Regions from separate parts of the Rattus norvegicus genome. Here region 1 is linked to region 2. A link is a contact called in public Hi-C data. All regions are on one chromosome and are shown on one strand. Each heading gives the region's core, a stretch centred on a gene start, on an enhancer-like site or on the middle of the called end of the contact. The rest is flanking DNA. Distances are from core to core; before and after follow the strand shown. Region 1 holds the start of Rbp1 (retinol binding protein 1). Region 2 overlaps Nmnat3 (nicotinamide nucleotide adenylyltransferase 3).

Region 1 (4,328 bases), core at 1,314-3,813, 55 kb after region 2:
GGATGTATGGGCAGACTGTGTGGGAGGCAGGCTTTCAAATTACAAAGTCCTCTCTTCACCTTCATCCTCAGTCCTCTGTGTTCTGGCTTCAGGACCGAGACATGTGTTTTCAGCTACTTCCCCAGAACCATTCCTGCCTGTATGCTGTCGTGCTCCCCACCATGACAGCAACAGACTCTTATCCTTCCAGAGTGTTAAGCCAATCATAAACCCTTCTATAAGTTGCCTTTGTTTTATCACCACAAGAGAAACCCTCACTCACTGGCTCTCAACCTTCCTAATGTGACCCTTTAAATGATTCCTCATATTGTGGTGACCCTGACCATAAAATTATTTTGTTGCTATTCCATAACTGTAAGTTTGCTACTGTTAATGAATTAAAATGTAACTATCTGTGTCTTAGGCGACCCCCATGAAAGGGTCATTTGACACCCCCTTCCAAAAGAGTTACCACCCACAGGTTGAACACCACTGCTGCCCTGTTTACTACAGAAAGCCTCCTAGGAGAGCAAGAGCTTTTGGACCTATTTAGAGCACTAGACAAAGACAGAGACAGTAAACTAACTGGCTAATGTGCTGTGTGCTCAGCAAACAAGCTCAGAGTAAAGGTCAAGGGACCAGGTGATGGTGAAAATGGCCAGTGAAAGGAGGAGTGGCCAGATCTGTGTCCTCCCTGATGAATAGCGGAGATCTGGAGCAGCCTCTGTCTGGAACATTAGGAGCCGCTCTAAGTTCAGCAACAGACTAGGGCTCACTGTCCCTACTATGTGTCAAGCACTGCACTAGGCTTTGGCATAAACCATCCCAGGAGACTCATCTCAGGGCACAAAGGGAAGTAGCTGGGGAGGGCGCCGGGAAAGACTTTAGACTCGTTGGGGGTGGCTGAGGAACCATTTACTCAGCATTCAAACCTCTACCCAACCCTCCATTCCAGTGAGTCAGGATGACAAGGAAGCTGTGTGCCTCAGCTGCCGCTCACACAACGTCTTGGACTAGACAATCTGGGCCAAAGCGGGACCTATGCCCATGAGTGGCAGAAGACTTCTTATACCTTTACCTTAGATGTGGCTGGGACAGGCAGTCTCGACCTGAGTTCTGCACTAACTGGGGAGGGGACGTAGGGCCAGGATCTAGACAACAACCCACAGCCTAAACAAGCCAGAGCAAACAAAGGGCAAATGGAGCCCAAGGCTGTGATGGGGATACAGCTGTGGCCCTCACTCAGGGTGATTTTTTTCTCTAACCTCAGAACTTGACAACATCTGGAGACATTTTTGCAGAACTTTAGGGAGCTGGGACCAGCAGTGCTACTGAAAATCTTAACAGATTCGTTTCAATAGTGCTGAGGCTGAGAGCCCCTGGTGTTCAGCAAGGGAGTCCCTGAGTGAGCGAGGAGGGCTAAAATTCCAACCTTTCTCCCAGAGGACACTTGCCCTACCCTGAGGGGATGGGATGGTGCCCTTTCCTCGTTTAGCCAAATACTCTGAGGAATGGGGGAGGCATAGTTCTTCTTCGCCAAGAAGAAAGCATACCATACCTCATTCCACAGGCTCCCAGGTGCTGATCTGTGCTAAAAAAATTTTTTTTAAAGAAATATTTAGTCTTTAGTAGGTCAAAAAGTCAGACACTGTCATCTCTTTGTAGCACACAGGTAGCAGGTGAGATGAGATAAAGGTCTTCACTGCTACCGTTGCCAATGGCAGCAGAGGATCAGAAGCCACAGAACACGCCCACCCCTACCCCCACCCCATTCCGACCCAGGCAAATAGGCACTGAAGATAGTAATGGAAGTCTACAGAAACAATGAGGCGTCGTTCAGTGCACAGGTATGGAAAGGGCCCAGAATATATTAACTAAAAAAAAAACAACGTGCAGAATCGAGGAAAGGTCTGTGCTGTCCTTCCCTGGAAGAAGACAAAAACACACTATCCCACAGAAGAGTGTCCGTCCACGTGAGCAGAAGGCCTTGGGTCTCTGACCTCCGTGCATGGGTTCACCTGGAGCGTTTTCCTGTCCAGTGCACATTTAGGACCACCAACTTTGCTTTATTTCCTGGGAGAGCTGTGGGCAGTTGCTCTGCTCTTCGTCCCCAGAGTTAAACAGATCAGCTTTTTAGGAACTGGCCAGACCACTGACACAGAGCTTGAGACAAAGGCCAGTAAATGGCCTCTTCCTTAATAACGCTAGCAAACCTGAAGGAGATGTGTTTTCAACACTCAGGAGGCCTGGGGGTGAGAATTTCAGGTGTTTGAAGGAGTCCCTAGGGAAGTGGGGAGGGGTACACAGAAACTAGGACCAAGAGCAACCCTTGCCTTTCCACACCTCTTCTTTCTAGGCTGGGGAGGTGAAAAGAACGAATGGAAGGTCTGAACTGAAGGTGGCCCACAGCAGGGACAAACCTGGCCCCGCCCCCAGCCCCGCCCCTATTCCCGCCCCGCCCTCTCACACTGGGAGGAGGGATCGCTACAATGGACCCTCCTGCGGGCTTTGTGCACTCTCCGAATCCAGCAGTCGCCGCCCCACGGAGCCCCGTGTCCCCGGAGGGCGCCCATTTCCGGGCCGCCCTTCACCCGGAGCGCATTGGCAGCCACAGTCCCAGCGGAGCCCACAGCCGCTCCCGCCTTCTCCGTGTCGGGCGATCCCCAGTCTGTCCCCAAAATGCCTGTGGACTTCAACGGGTACTGGAAGATGCTGAGCAACGAGAATTTCGAGGAGTACCTGCGTGCGCTCGGTAAGCGTGACCCGCGCGGTGCACAACCCCGGGCTCCCCGCAGACCCTGCCACCCAGACCAGAGCGCTGCTGGCTGCTGCCAACTAGAGGGCCCTAGCTGTTAGGATTAATTGGTGGCAAGAGTCAGATAGCTATCCCCAGAGGTAGATAATTCAATCACTAGAGCTGGGTCAGCTTTGCTAGTTTGTTTTTAAAGGTCTAGCAAAGAAAAACAAAACAGAACAAAACTTTGTTTTCTAAAGAGGGCAAGACACGGATGGCCCTCTAAGTGAGCTGGAATCTCAACCTTGTTCCGCTACCTGGGAAGCCCGCTACCTAGGGGATCCTTTCTTCTCTGAGTTTTCTTGACAACTCTGCCGCTGCTCTCTCTGCACCCCTTGTAGATGTCAACGTGGCCTTGCGAAAAATCGCCAACTTGCTGAAGCCGGACAAAGAGATCGTGCAGGATGGCGACCACATGATCATCCGCACGCTGAGCACTTTTCGAAACTATATCATGGACTTCCAAGTTGGGAAGGAGTTCGAGGAGGATCTGACAGGCATAGATGACCGCAAGTGCATGGTGAGACCCTTGGAGCCCTTGGTGTCTCCTGCCCTCTGGTTCTATCCTAGAGCTGGGTTAGCTCATTGGAGGGAGAAAAGATCCGGTATTGGGAAACACTGGATCTTCCCTCCAGGCCCCAGAGTCCCAGGGTAGGCTAAACCCACCCTTCAAGTGTTGGTGGCCGGACAGAATCGATTGTTTGGTCAGCTGTGAAGGCTCCAACCCTGCCAAGTGCTCAGACACACATGGCCTCACCGAGGCTCACCCTAACTGTGAGGAGATAGGAGCTTGTTCATTTTAAAGATAAAATCAACGTAATCAATGGATAGAGTGGTGGGGAGGGGCCTGGAATTCTTGACCTCTTTGGTGGAGAGCAGGAAGAGAGAAGGCACAGGGAGCCCTCTGCAGTGTTATTTTACCCAAGTGATCTAGTGCAAGGTCTCTGAAGGGAGCAGGGACACCTTTGCCTCTGCTGGAAGTCCCCTGGCCTGCAGCTGCAAAGCTGGGATTTGACCCTGGTTCACACTGATACCCACTGAGCCCTGCGCTTCCTTTCAACCTCTCACCCAGTTCCTAACCCTATAGAACTGTAAGCAGCATCCAGGGTCAGAGGAAGAAGCAGTAGGGATAAAGGAGGCCCCAGCCCCTCTGAGAGTGGGAAACTAGTGACCCGAAGACCCCAATTAGCGGTACCACAGCAGACTCTGGTCAGCCTCAGGCCTCCGTCAGCATTCTGACATTCCTGGGAGGCCAGGATACCCTCATTGTCTCTTGCATGGTCTTGGGTCTAGCCCTGGCTTGTGCCTGCTTCCAGCAGTGTCTCTTGCATGGTCTTAGGTCCAGCCCTGGCTTGTGCCTGCTTCCAGCAGTGTCTCTTGCATGGTCTTAGGTCCAGCCCTGGCTTGTGCTTGTTTCCAGGCGATGCCTTGCTTTGTAGGAAGGGGGAGCTTGCCAAGGGCATTTTTCGGATATAAATGTATAGACCCTGCACTGTGTCATGTCCCACCACAGCCAGTGAAGGGGCTATTGGGAACCCCATAGTAAGCCAGTAGC
Region 2 (4,429 bases), core at 1,043-3,542:
TCCGACACAGCATTTAACTCCATGACCTATTTTATTGAATCCCTTGGCAAATCTTGGATAGTTTCCTTAAGTGTAAATTACCATGAAGGTAAATTGAAAATGTATCGAGAAACAGGCAAGGAGACTCGTGCAGAGTCACGGAGTCAGCAAGCTTCATTCGTTCCTGGAATTTTTTTTAAAAGTCTCCTTTCAATACAATTAAAACAGAAAGAATTGATTTGATTAGCAAGGCTTCCCTTCCCTATGTCGCCATCCTCACTGAGGGTGGCCCACTTATCTGTCCAGTCTCCACAAAAGCCAGGCTACCTTTCTCTGAGCCTCTTCTGAAATCCAGAGGCTAGCCCATGTGCCAGCACTGACCATCCCGTGGCCGGCTACCTCCCTGAGGCTGAGGGCTCATGAGCCTCCCTCCAGGCCCATGAGGGCTGTCTCCATATTTATGAATGTCTGAGAGGAAATAGTGCTTGTGGTGAGAAAAGGAGGCGGGGTTAAAATTTTGAGATTCAGTGGTATTTCCTGTGTGCCACCCACCGTGTCTGCCCACAGCCTGGTTTCTGTTCCCTATCCTAATGCATTTGATTGCTACACCAAGGCTTTTGAAAGGTGTGGTATCATTTAATCTCGTTGTATAAGTGAAGGAAGGGATTCCGGTGACATAATTTCCTGAGTTTTGTAGGAAGTCTGACCGTTGGGAACAGATGAAATGGCAGATTCCTCACCTGCCGGGTTATCTGGTTGTAAGGAGAAGAGCCGCTTTGCATGGGTTCCATCAAACAGAGGCATTCAAGGCAGATTTGACCTACTTCCCAGTAAGATGAAGGGCCATACACCTAGTCAGAAGTGCCTGCTGGCAGCCCGTCCCTACAGAACCTTCACACCGGCTTTCCAGACCCGAGGCCCCCAAGAAGAAGAGGGTAGTCAGCTTCTGAGAAGCCACAAGAGCCTCGAATTTTCTAAGTGCTTAAAAAACCACTGGCACGCACCTATATTCCCAGCACATAGTGGGTAGAGACAGGAAGACAGGAAGTTTGAACCCCAGTGCAGGCTAAATAGTAAAATCAAAGCCAGCCTGGACTACATGAGACGCATCTCAAAATAAGTAAGTAAATGAAACTAATTTAGAGAGATCCACTTTTGATACAGAAAGACCTAACTCCTACCTCTTGTGTTTACCTAGGAGTTTGGCACTGTTAAATACTGCTAACACACACACACACACACACACACACACACACACACACACACACATTTTTCTAAACCTTTACTATAAGCACCCTTTATTTTTTTTGTCAAGTAAACAGGACTGGGGGAGTAGCCATATGGCCCCTGGAATGACAACTGGTAGGACTTTCCCTTAAGCTGTCAACCTAGAGGTGCTTAGAAGTACGGGCCCCGTTATCCAAAGCCTAGTGCTGTAGAGAGCTCCCACAGGTTAGAACCGTGATACTCGAAGCTCCACACTATAGCACTAAGGCAGCCAAAGAGCTCCCAACCCACAGCAGGATCTGGAAGACACTAAGGCTACAATGGATAGCAAATGCAAGACACTAGAGAGACTGAAATTGTGGAAAAGGATGGGCTCTCCCAAGGCAATGCTATAAGGGCTTCAAGCGCTGGTACCTGGATGAATTCAAGAGAGCTGACGGATGTCAAAGGTCCCAGTCAAAGCTCTAGGGCTGTAATTTTGGCGGCTGGGTGTCCTGACATCTACCTTGAGCCCCTAGAACAATGAGCCTCCGGCTTTAGAAGCTTGGAGCCATAGGCTACTGGTTCTCAAGGCCTCTGGATTTGAGAGCCTCTGGGAGCATGTGAGCCCCTGGAGCTCAAGGCCATCAGTGTCTTGTCTGGGTAGAGCAACAGAACTGCTGGGCGTTTGTGGCATTCTTAAAAGACAAACACTAGGTTTATCAGACAGAGATGTACACAACAGGGGGAGAGATGGGAGGGGGAGCTCGCACACACAAAGGCATCCATGCAAATGAATAGGTTCTAATAGCCTGTGCACATATCGGACCCGTGCAAGCAGCCACCACCACCAGGGGCTTTGTAACAACTCATACAAGCAGAAGCACTGTCATCCAGCCAATGCCAAGTGCCTGTAAACGATTGCAGAGGTGGGTATGAAGAGCAGACCAAAAATCCTCTCTATGGAAAAGAAAAATATATATTAAAAGGGCTAAAGAGATGGCTCAGCAGGTAAAGGTGCCTGCCACCAAACTTGATGACCAGAGTTTAATTCCCGGAAGAGAATTAGAGGAGAGAATGGACTCGTGAGCTTTATCCTCTGACCTCAATACCAGTGCCCTGGCGTGAGCACACAGGCCAAATAACAACATACTTTTTTTTTAAGTCTTAATCCCTTGTAGACAGGCGGGGAAGAAAAGTTTAGACCCCAGGAAATATGGCTGCTTTCTTGTTTACTCTCCCAGATCGTTACAAAGGTGCACACAAAGAAAGCAGGACATTTGGCAGTGAATGAAAAAGAAACCACCCACTGGTGCGCTCTGCATAGAAAGGTTCTGGAGGGCTTTAGAGTGTGTGGGAAGAGGTTTGCTTGTTGAAAGGAAGACACTGCACAGACAAAGAGAGATCAAGAGCAGATGGGAGAGCTGTGAGCACCGAGGGCACCGAGGAGGGAGGGCACTGCACACACCTGAAGCTGCAGACTCCACTTTAGGGCTGGAGGCTACCTGGATCTGCTTTTTCCTGTACCCCAGGCCTCCACAGCCCAGGTACGCCTGGCCTCGGAAAGGAATGAGAACTGCTGATTTGCAAGAGCACCAGGCTGCAAAGGGATAAAGACTCTCTGGCTGAAGAAAAAAAAAATACAAAGAGTGTTAAATGTGCTTGGAATCTGATAAGGAAAAATTTTTTAAAGAGTACTCAGTGGCCCCATAGCTTCAGCATCCTCAGGTAGAGAGAGCATGCTTTCCGGGCCTCTTGGAAGCTAGGTTTAATCACAATAATCTCCTTTTAAAAGCAGGCTTATCCCTTTGGTTGAAATCCTGGGTTTTTTTTTAAAAGAACCTGCTATCCTCCAGCTCTCTTCCAATGTTTCCTCAACTCCCCAAAGCATCTGCAACAGTTACTGTTGATATGTCTTAGATATTTCCCTTTCAAGGCCTTGTTTCCAGGATGCTTTCGACCAGTACAGCCAAAGAAAGAGAAATGAGGGAGAAGAGAGAGCCGGTGTGGGCAGGGCCAGTTGTCCAGAGCTCAGGGACCTCTTCTTTCTCTGTTCCTACTGAGCACAGAACTAAACCTGTGAAACAGAAAAGGGATTGCAGAGCTCCCAGCCAGCCACACCCTGACATTGTCCACCCTTTATCTCAATTGTTTTGATATGTGCAGTTTTGATTAAGACTGGTGTGGTGCATCTTAATAAAATGCTGATAAGCGCGCCAAGGCATTCTCCGTGGAAATAATGCGGTCTTTAGTTTGGAATGCCATTAAGTCTCTGCTCCCTGGTTTGTGAGGCTGCCAGTGTTTTAAGTAGCAATAATGTTTTATTAAAGCCCAGCCTCGCTGGCAAAGATGGTCACATTTTTCAGGTCAGTTCCAAAGAGGCCTTTCCTCTATCACATTCCCCCCAAAGTAGCACCGTGAAAGGACCCCATTCTGACAGACCAGCAGTAGCAAGTCCTTCTTAGCCCCGGCAAGCTTAGCTACCCCTTGCCCAGACGTCATCCCCTTTATCAGCACAGTGCATCAGAAAAGCAGAGACGGGCTCGCGTTCTAGTATATATCCTGTATTTTTACGGTAATGCCCTACACCCAGATCCTCCAGAGGCGTTTTCTCAACTGAGGCTACCTCTGCCCCAGTGTCCAGTTGGTATACAACCAGTCAGCACAGCTACTCTATGAAGCACCACACCAGACTCGGTGGCCCAAATTGACCATTTTGTAATGTTCAGTGACTCAGGAGTTTGGACAGCGCACAATGGTCGTACTTGTCTCTTGGTCCATTTCTCAGCCCAGACAGAGCTTTCATTCTTGTCTGACAGATATGAATGCCGAGTGTGGAGACCACACCATGGACATGTGGCCACTCGGCTCTCCCGAGTAGGCTAGTTCAGGATTCTACATCATGGTATCTATATCACAAAGACAAAGTGTCCCCAGACTCTAAAACGGAAGTGCCCAGTCACCAACAGTGTCACTGCTGTCACGTTGTAGCATAGTCACATGGAGGAATGGCCAGGTCCTCATAAAATGTGCATTCAGGAGGTGATGTGGGAGTATTTGGCCCAGGCAGGTGCCACAGTTCCCTCCCGTGCCATGCCCACTGGGTCAGGAAGGAGAAGCCCACCACACCCGTTATGGTGGTATTAAGCAGTCTTGCCACACCTTCCATTACTAGATAGAGAGAGCATTAGTTGCACCTGAACCACAAGTTCTCAGTGCCATGACAGAACAAACAGTGTATTTT

What was found. Hi-C and Micro-C count contacts between places; a contact is called where the count stands out from the background.
Region 1: a contact with region 2 is called in a Hi-C map of liver, with 2.5 times the contacts expected there. The contact joins the promoter of Rbp1 here to the enhancer-like site in region 2. A contact is called at or near these places in 2 of 12 Hi-C or Micro-C datasets (both in liver).

Annotation. Positions count from the first base shown.
Region 1 is chr8:107,902,026-107,906,353 of GRCr8, forward strand. Rbp1 (retinol binding protein 1) reads left to right here and starts at 2,564. Exons shown (of 4, transcript NM_012733.5): 1 at 2,564-2,731; 2 at 3,115-3,293. The coding sequence starts at 2,659.
Region 2 is chr8:107,846,824-107,851,252 of GRCr8, forward strand. All of the region lies in intron 2 of Nmnat3 (nicotinamide nucleotide adenylyltransferase 3), which reads left to right. Among named protein-coding and RNA genes, the nearest start is that of Rbp1, 56 kb to the right of the region's middle. Within about 2 kb of position 2,293, at least 11 of the 93 cell types and tissues checked have an H3K27ac peak or open chromatin away from gene starts, as enhancers often do. A contact at or near this core is called in liver, where this site is marked.